2 separate regions of the Gossypium hirsutum genome follow, and region 2 is linked to region 1. The links are chromatin contacts, called in public Hi-C maps. All regions are on one chromosome and are shown on one strand. Each heading gives the region's core, a stretch centred on a gene start, on an enhancer-like site or on the middle of the called end of the contact. The rest is flanking DNA. Distances are from core to core; before and after follow the strand shown.

Evidence for each region. Hi-C and Micro-C count contacts between places; a contact is called where the count stands out from the background.
Region 2: a Hi-C map of leaf shows a contact between it and region 1, with 2.2 times the contacts expected there. The contact joins the enhancer-like site here to the promoter of LOC107942536 in region 1. A contact is called at or near these places in 6 of 34 Hi-C or Micro-C datasets (leaf and petal).

What each region holds. Positions count from the first base shown.
Region 1 is chrA03:1,797,001-1,800,985 of Gossypium_hirsutum_v2.1, reverse strand. LOC107942536 (vesicle-associated protein 1-2) reads right to left here and starts at 1,660. Exons shown (of 10, transcript XR_005920884.1): 1 at 1,479-1,660; 2 at 1,333-1,403; 3 at 1,101-1,182; 4 at 670-785; 5 at 419-583; 6 at 276-326.
Region 2 is chrA03:1,835,516-1,839,462 of Gossypium_hirsutum_v2.1, reverse strand. No RefSeq gene overlaps it. Among protein-coding and RNA genes, the nearest start is that of TRNAL-UAA, 9.0 kb to the left of the region's middle. Within about 2 kb of position 1,917, at least 3 of the 9 cell types and tissues checked have an H3K27ac peak or open chromatin away from gene starts, as enhancers often do. A contact at or near this core is called in leaf, where this site is marked.

The sequences.
Region 1 (3,985 bases), core at 411-2,910:
ACAGAATCAGACTATGGGCCGGTGGGATCCGTTGGTAGCTCTACACATTTTGGTCTGAACAATTAGAACTAAAATGTTTGTAAAAGTATATAATTTGACTCGAAACCATCCATTTAACCAAGCAAGTGAATAGATATATCTGACCCAAAAATATGGACGTTACTACATCTGGTCCAAAACTAATGACTATTACCAACTTACCAACATGAATTAAAATCAACGATGCATATGCAGCAGCAAACAATTACACAGCAAATAAAGAATACGAAATTTACCTCGGGAGATAAATCTTGAGCTTCAAGCTGTTCGTTAAATGCTTTAGCAGCCTGCATTCAGCAACAAAATGCACACCATTAGCATCTGTAGAATGAACTGCAGACAACAAGAGAAACAATAAGTATATGCAGCAAGATCTGACTGTAGAGAACTCTGCGGCATTGACATGTCCGTTGTCTGAAACCGAGCCTCTCGGTGAAGACCCTTCTTCTGAACCTTCATGTACTGGTGAAGGTGGTTGTGGTGGTGAAAGGTAAACAACTTTCAACTTGCATTCCTCAACCACATGCCCAGCTTCCTTGTTAAACTGGGAAAAATAAAAAAAGATCCCCATAGATCATCCTAACCATCAAGCAATAATACTAATACAATATAATATAAATAATTAGATACCAGTTCTGAAGTTATATCCTTTGCAGTTATTCCATCATTTACTTTTACACTTTGAAGGAGGAATTTATCCCTGCAATTCATATCAGGAGGTGCCTCTTTTTGCGCTTGCATGGTAACTAAATTAATATCAACAAATCAATTACAAGTTATCTAGAAACCATTCGATCTACTTATATTAGGGTAAACTTTCAGTAAAATTAAATATTTTAACAATTCAACCATCATATTTCACGGTTAATTCCTGTATTCTGGATCGATACTATAGAAATATCAGATTGATTTGATACTTTACATGACAAGTACAAAATATTCATGAATTCAATGATCGGAGTGTTAAAATATTAGTTTTACAATAATGTAATAGGATTCATCCCTTAATAATAAGAAATAAACAGTAAATGAGCTAACAAAATGTAATTTATTTTGTGTACCTATAACATCGGATGTGGATCGAGGCAAGACGACACCAGCGTTGGGACGAACGCAATACTTCTTCGGATTTGTTGTTTTCACCTGAAAAGAAAAAAATAAAATCAATTAACTCACAAACGGAATCCACAATTTCGAATTCGAGATTCAAACAATTTTCAGGTTCAAAAACAGAGCAAAAAGATTTTAAAAAATTTAAAATTAAAACACCGATATGAATGATGAAGAATATACCTTGAAAGCTACATAATTATCGGTTTTATTCGATAATTGAAGAGAGCAAGAGATCTGTTTCCTCAGCGCAACTATTCATAGAAACAAAAAAAATTCAAAAAAATCAAAGAAAAATAGAAATTACAGGAGGGAAGAAAATGACTTACAAGGAAACTTGAGTTCCAAAGGATGGATGCTGAGGAGATCGCCCCTGCTCATTTCGAAACAATGGCTTAATAATCGAGAAATTAATCAAAAATAATAATACAGAAATTAATAACTAAATCTATCTCTCTTCTTATTTTGGGGGAATCGGCTACTATTAGTAAACTGTGTTTTTCTTTTCTTTTCAAAACTAGTGATTTAAATTGATTCAATTAATTTTTTAAATAAAAATTAAGTTTGTTAAATTCGAAAATAATTTATTTGAGAATCTAATATATTTTAAATATTCAAATTTGAAATATTTTAAAATTAAAATTACTTAAATAAAAAAAATCAAAACTTCAAATGAATCAAATCGAAAATATTGCAAAACTGTAATTTTACAATCTAATTTAATATTTTATACAATTAATATTGTAACGATTTAACAGTTATATTGTATGCTCTATTGATGTAGATTATGTGTGTTAAGATATTTATTTTATTTTTTTTTAAAAGTAAATGTTAAATATATATTAATATAAACAATATTTTAGATCGATATAATAAATATATCGGATTGGTTCAAAAGTTTACATACATGATAAATATAAATATTTTGATAAAATCAACAATTGAATTGTTAAAATATTAACTATATAAAAAATTATGAAATAATGTTAGAAAAACGTTGAAATTCCCATTTAAACTATCCAATTCAAACTCCAACAATGACCCAACCTAAAACCTCGTTAATAAACATTAATGATTCATACCTAAAATGAACCAAACTTAATATACTCAAAATTGCAGTAATTTTGTATGGTCCGTATTCATCTTATGATCTATTAAGATTAAATCTCTCAAAGTTCGTAATTACCCCTCTCAACAATAATATCTCTAAAATTCGAACTTAAAATTTTTTTTCTAAATGTTACTCCCAACACTTGTTAATAAAGACTAAGATGATTCAAGTTATTCAGAAAAAGTTAAATTAAGTTTTAAATAAAGTTAAAATTATAAACCAAAAATGAAAATGGCAACTTAATGGGCTTTCATGGCCCAATAACTAATTTTTAAAAATTTATTATAGCGAGACCAATAATTAATTTTTGGTATTTTATAAGTCTATTAAAAAAATAGATGTTGGAAACAAGTTTGTAGAGTATTTTTAAATTAATTTCTCTAATTTAAATATAAAATATTTATTTCATATTATAAAATAAATAAGAAAAAATGGGATTAGATTAGAATAATATGAAATCAAATTTGGGCCGTCGGAAAGCCGAAAAGCTTATATTGTAAGAGGCCCAAACGTGGGAAAATGGGCCCAGAGCAAAAGGGAAACGTGGAGAAACAACTAGAAGCACACGTGTGGTTTTATGGTTCTACAGCAAAGTAGTGTGTCCTGCCTGTAGCAGTACACACTTTTAGGCGTGCTTTTTTACCACATCGGAAATCGAGCAACTAAAAAACATGTTAAAATGACGTCATTGTCGAAACCACGACAAAATATTATTCCAGGCGGCGTCTCTTTCATACTTTGCCACTTGTGAATAAATCCGATTTGTGATGACTCGGCATGTCAAAACAAAACATTCTCTAATACTTTATATTAAATACCAAAGGTTGTTTGAACGAAACTCGATTCGTGAAGACAAATTTTTATTTATTTATTTATATTTATAAAAATTTTAATAATTTATTAAATCGAATTAGATAAACTAATAAATTAATGAATCGATAGTTCAATTAATTTAACTATAAGTTTGATTTTAAAATTTTGATTCTACACATAATTTTTCTCTACCTTTAAATCAATTAAAAGAATACATTTAAACATATTTAAAGCCTCGTATATTAAAAAATATCATAACCTAATAATTTTAGAAAATCTAACCATAGCTAAATCCAATGCAGTGGATTCATATATTAAACAAAACAATTTGGGGGGTTTTTCTATGCAAATAAATCAATTTGGGTTTATTAAAATAAAGGTATTATCTTAAAATAATTATATGATTAGGTGAATACAGTGTGGCTTACCTTTGAGGCATTGGTTGGTGAGGTTAAGATTAAAGAAAGATGGGTTCTTATATATTTTTTAAATAAAATCATTAATATATTATTTGGTATTTAAGTTTGATTTAAATATTTAATTTGATATTATTTTTTTTTCTTAGTAGTTACTTGAGTTTGATTTTGATGTTTAAAATAGTAATTAAATTTTTTTTATTTCAATTAAGTACATTATTGAGCCACATGATATTGTTCGGTTTAATTACCGAATTAAATATTGAAGTCAAACTCACGTATTAAACTTGGGACAAAAAACTCAAATTCCAAGTCACACATTAAAGTTAAACTTAGATACCAAATAATATATTAACCTTAAATTTAATCAAAATGTTATACGTATACATCTAAAAAAGGATAAAAACAACTTTTAGTCCCTCAACTTGGTATTATTTCCCAACATGATCCTTAACTTGACAACTATTTTTAGTTTTAGTCCACGGCATCACTTAAA
Region 2 (3,947 bases), core at 668-3,167, 38 kb before region 1:
TCATTTATTTGTCACTATTCCGAACTTCGAAAATTTTGGGGATGTTACACTATGGTTTTCAATAAAGCTGTCAATTGTTAAGGCCTAGTGTCCTAAATGTAGTATATTCATCAATTTATACTTGTAATTTTTTGAACAAATTGGTTTTATAAATTTTCATTATACATTAACATCATTTGTATATATCATTAATAGTTTTTGCATGCAAAAAAAAATGTAAGCAAATATTGACTCATTGATTATCTAATGTTTAACAATTATTAAGTTGCATTATATGGTCGGATCATAATATTCAATACTACAATTTAAATTGTTTATAATGGTGAATAGTGAATAAGAGTTCACTATTTTTTTTTTTGAAAGAAAGAGAGAAACACTCAATACTACAAGAAAAAGTTAAGAGGAGACCTTTTAACTAGATTTATATATGTTTTATCAAACTAAGACGGTGAAGTTAATGCGAGACTCCTATCATATTTCAAGGTTATATGTACTTCCTCTATTTTGGTGAAATAATATTATGTGAAACATCTTCTGTAGAACATCTTTTGGAAGATATGTCTTTTCGAATAATTTTGTTCTATGCTAAGTTATTCTATGAAGGCTTTGTTCTTTAACAATGTTGTTTTAAACATTGATTTTCTAAATAAAAGTTGTTCTTGAATAAAAAATATTCTAAGAATTGTTATTATGAACATAACACGTTTTGAATAAGAGTTATTCTTGAATAAGATCTACTCCAAACATGAGTTGTTCTTAACAAGAGCTATTCCTAACATGTTTTGAATATGAATTAATCTTGGTAGAACTATTTTGAACAACAATTGTTCTAAATATGTATATTTTTAAAGTTAGATGCTCTCAACATAAATGTTCATAACAATTGCTATTCTTGAAAAACAAGGATTCTAACTATGAGTTGTTTTGAATGACAATTATTTTGAATATCTCTTTTTGAAGAATAATTATGCTAAATAAGAATTGTTTCGAACAAAAGTTGCTTTCAATTGAAGTTTTATTTTGAATATAATTATTTCGAGTATAACTATTCTTGAAGATAGATTATTTCAAAGAATAATTATTAAAAAAAAGTGTTTCTATTTTATAAAATAAAAAATAAGGGAAGAGATATTAACATTGTTCTTGCCAAAACTAACTATATACTATAAAAGTAAAATAATATTATTAAAAACTTTAAAAATTTTGTACATGTATGAAAATAGGCCAAGCATCATTTGAGAGGGTTTTTTTTTTAAATTCCGTATAAATGTTTAACTTTTTGTTATTTTTACTCAAATAAATTAGTTTATATTTAACATTGATGGAATGAAATTTTTTCTCTAATTCTTTTATCGAAACATACCCTTATGACTATCTTAACAAATGGTTGAGGATTTGATTCTAATCCTCGGTATGAAACAGCTTTAAAATTTGTAACCAATATCTATCCCTTAATAGGTTTATAGAATGTAAATGATTAGTTACTAGACTTACTCCGACAAATACCCTGAAAAAAAAAAACACACCCTAATGAACTATACATGAATAATATCCATTATAGATTACCCTATAAAGTTTTAAATTCACTCCCCTTTTTAATACACCCTTTTCTTAATCAAGCACTTTTCTCTTTTCTGTTTTTAAGTTGAAGTAGCTCCAAGTACCATAATCTAGAAAAGTGAACAAGGCAAGTTTAGCTTAGCTATCTTGAAAAAGGTGTCTTGTCTCAATAAATTTGTAGACCAAAACACCCCTCATCCACATCTATACTCTCGTGATTCCCCCACTTTTGCTTCATTTTTAAGCCAATTTTGTGCTTACGAGAAAAAAAGAAAGGCTTTTTTTACTTTCAAGTCCAAACGCTTCATCTAGTTCATGATATAGGTTTACCCCATGAGCAATATAACTATGATTTGGTCACAAACTTCTCTCTTTTAGGCTTTTCTATGCACCTAACCTGGGCTACTCCTGCCCCAATGGGCTAGTGTTCAAAGTTCAAACATATTTTCTTTTTAGGTTCTCAAAGTTGTCTAACAATATGTCCAAATCTTCATGGTCTTGAATTGCTGGCAAAAGATTCATGGTCTAACAATATGATCATTTCAAGTTATTCCTTCAGATTTCTTTTTATATTCTTCATGATCGTTTTATAGTTTATGTTTGAGGTCTAGGGTTCATCACTATCCCTCTCAACAGTGTCATCTCCAAATAGGGGTAAGCCAGAAAATTACTTTGGAGGGTCGAGATGAATCATAAATTATTGGGGCGCAAAGTATAATTTTATCATTATACTAATATGTGATTTCATAAAAAAAATTTAAGGGGCTAAATAGAAAATCTACCATTTTGGGGGTCCAAGCCAACCACCTGCCCTTTGCCATCGTTTTTATCTCCAAAATTCGATCTTACATTCCCTCCTTGATTGTATAATGTACATTACAATTACATCCAACACTTTTTTATTTCATTTTAATTATTTTGAAATTCAGTTTGAGCAAGATTTAATTATTAAAATTTTTTTATAATGAAATTAAATTGAATTAAACTCAAGTTTACATTAATAACTTCAAATTTTAAGTACTAAAAAGCAATATCATTTCCAATTCAAAAATCATCTTTTTATTACCAAATCTAATCATGTTTTCCATACCCTTTTATTATTCTTTTTTGTTTTTAGAGAAACAAACAGATATGTACGCAGCTATCATTTAACAAAGGGGAGACATATATGAAGAATCTGCAATAAGCAAAGGCAAAAATTTTAGATCAAAACACCAACAATGCAAAAAACCCAACCTAAAGCAAAGCTTTGTCGCCTCCTTTGATCACCACTTTATTCAAGAGTTTATTTTATTATTATCCTAATGACGCAGATCTATTAACTTGTATTTTCATGTTTTTTTTTCCCTTTAGCCACCTCTCCGACAGACACCCAACTCATCATGTCATGCCCTAACAAAACACTTTTTACTGTCTCAATATGCAATAATTGATTAATTAATTAGGGTTTTCCCCCCTTATGATGGCCCAACTGTAGTCATTGTTATTACTTTCTATAATAATAGTAATTTGTTAAGGAGGTCGATTTTTTAAAAGAAATTTCCGAAATGTCGTTTATAGTATAGTAATTGATTTTCTAACAATAGAAAGTAAGTGAATTATAAGTTTTAGGTTTACAATTCAAGTCTTTTCACATGCAAGTGAGTTTTATAATTATTACACATCTTATATTGACACATCTGCTTTAAATATTGCAAGTCCACCAATCGAGACATTTTTAGTTCTATGAACCAAGCTCACCAGGTAGTTAATTGTTCACAGCACATTAACTCTTGACAGAGTATAAAAGAAAAAATCTCACCAAAAAAACAAATAGAAAACAATCAGCTATCCATCAAACAACATGTCTAAAACTTCTTCCAAGTTATCCCTCAATATAATCTAAATTAAATATACATATTATTTTTTAATGAAAAAATATTAATTATGTGTTACTTATGTTATACGTAGCCGTGTGTATATATATATTTAAAAATTAATCAAGGTATGGTTATGTAGATGAGTCTGAAATATCATTAGCATAATAATGGTTAAAAGCTGACCAAAGTCGTTCAAATGAATACCATTATTAAACGAAAAGTCCACAGCTTTACAGTTTGAAAGGTCATTAAAGATGGGTCACGTAGATTTCAGAATTTCCTAATCAAAAACCCAAAACAAGACATTTTTCAAAATAAAAAAAAAAAGAAAAAAATCACTTATAAATTTGGGTCTGGTTGGGAAAGTTTTAGGCATATCTAACACAGACATCACTTATAAAAATTTGTCCTTATTTGTTGAAACTTGAAGCCTCTTAAGTTGCCCTAAATGATTAATACAATGAAATGGTATATATGTAGAGCAGCAAACAAAAATTATCATTGTACACATTACATTAAGGATTTAAA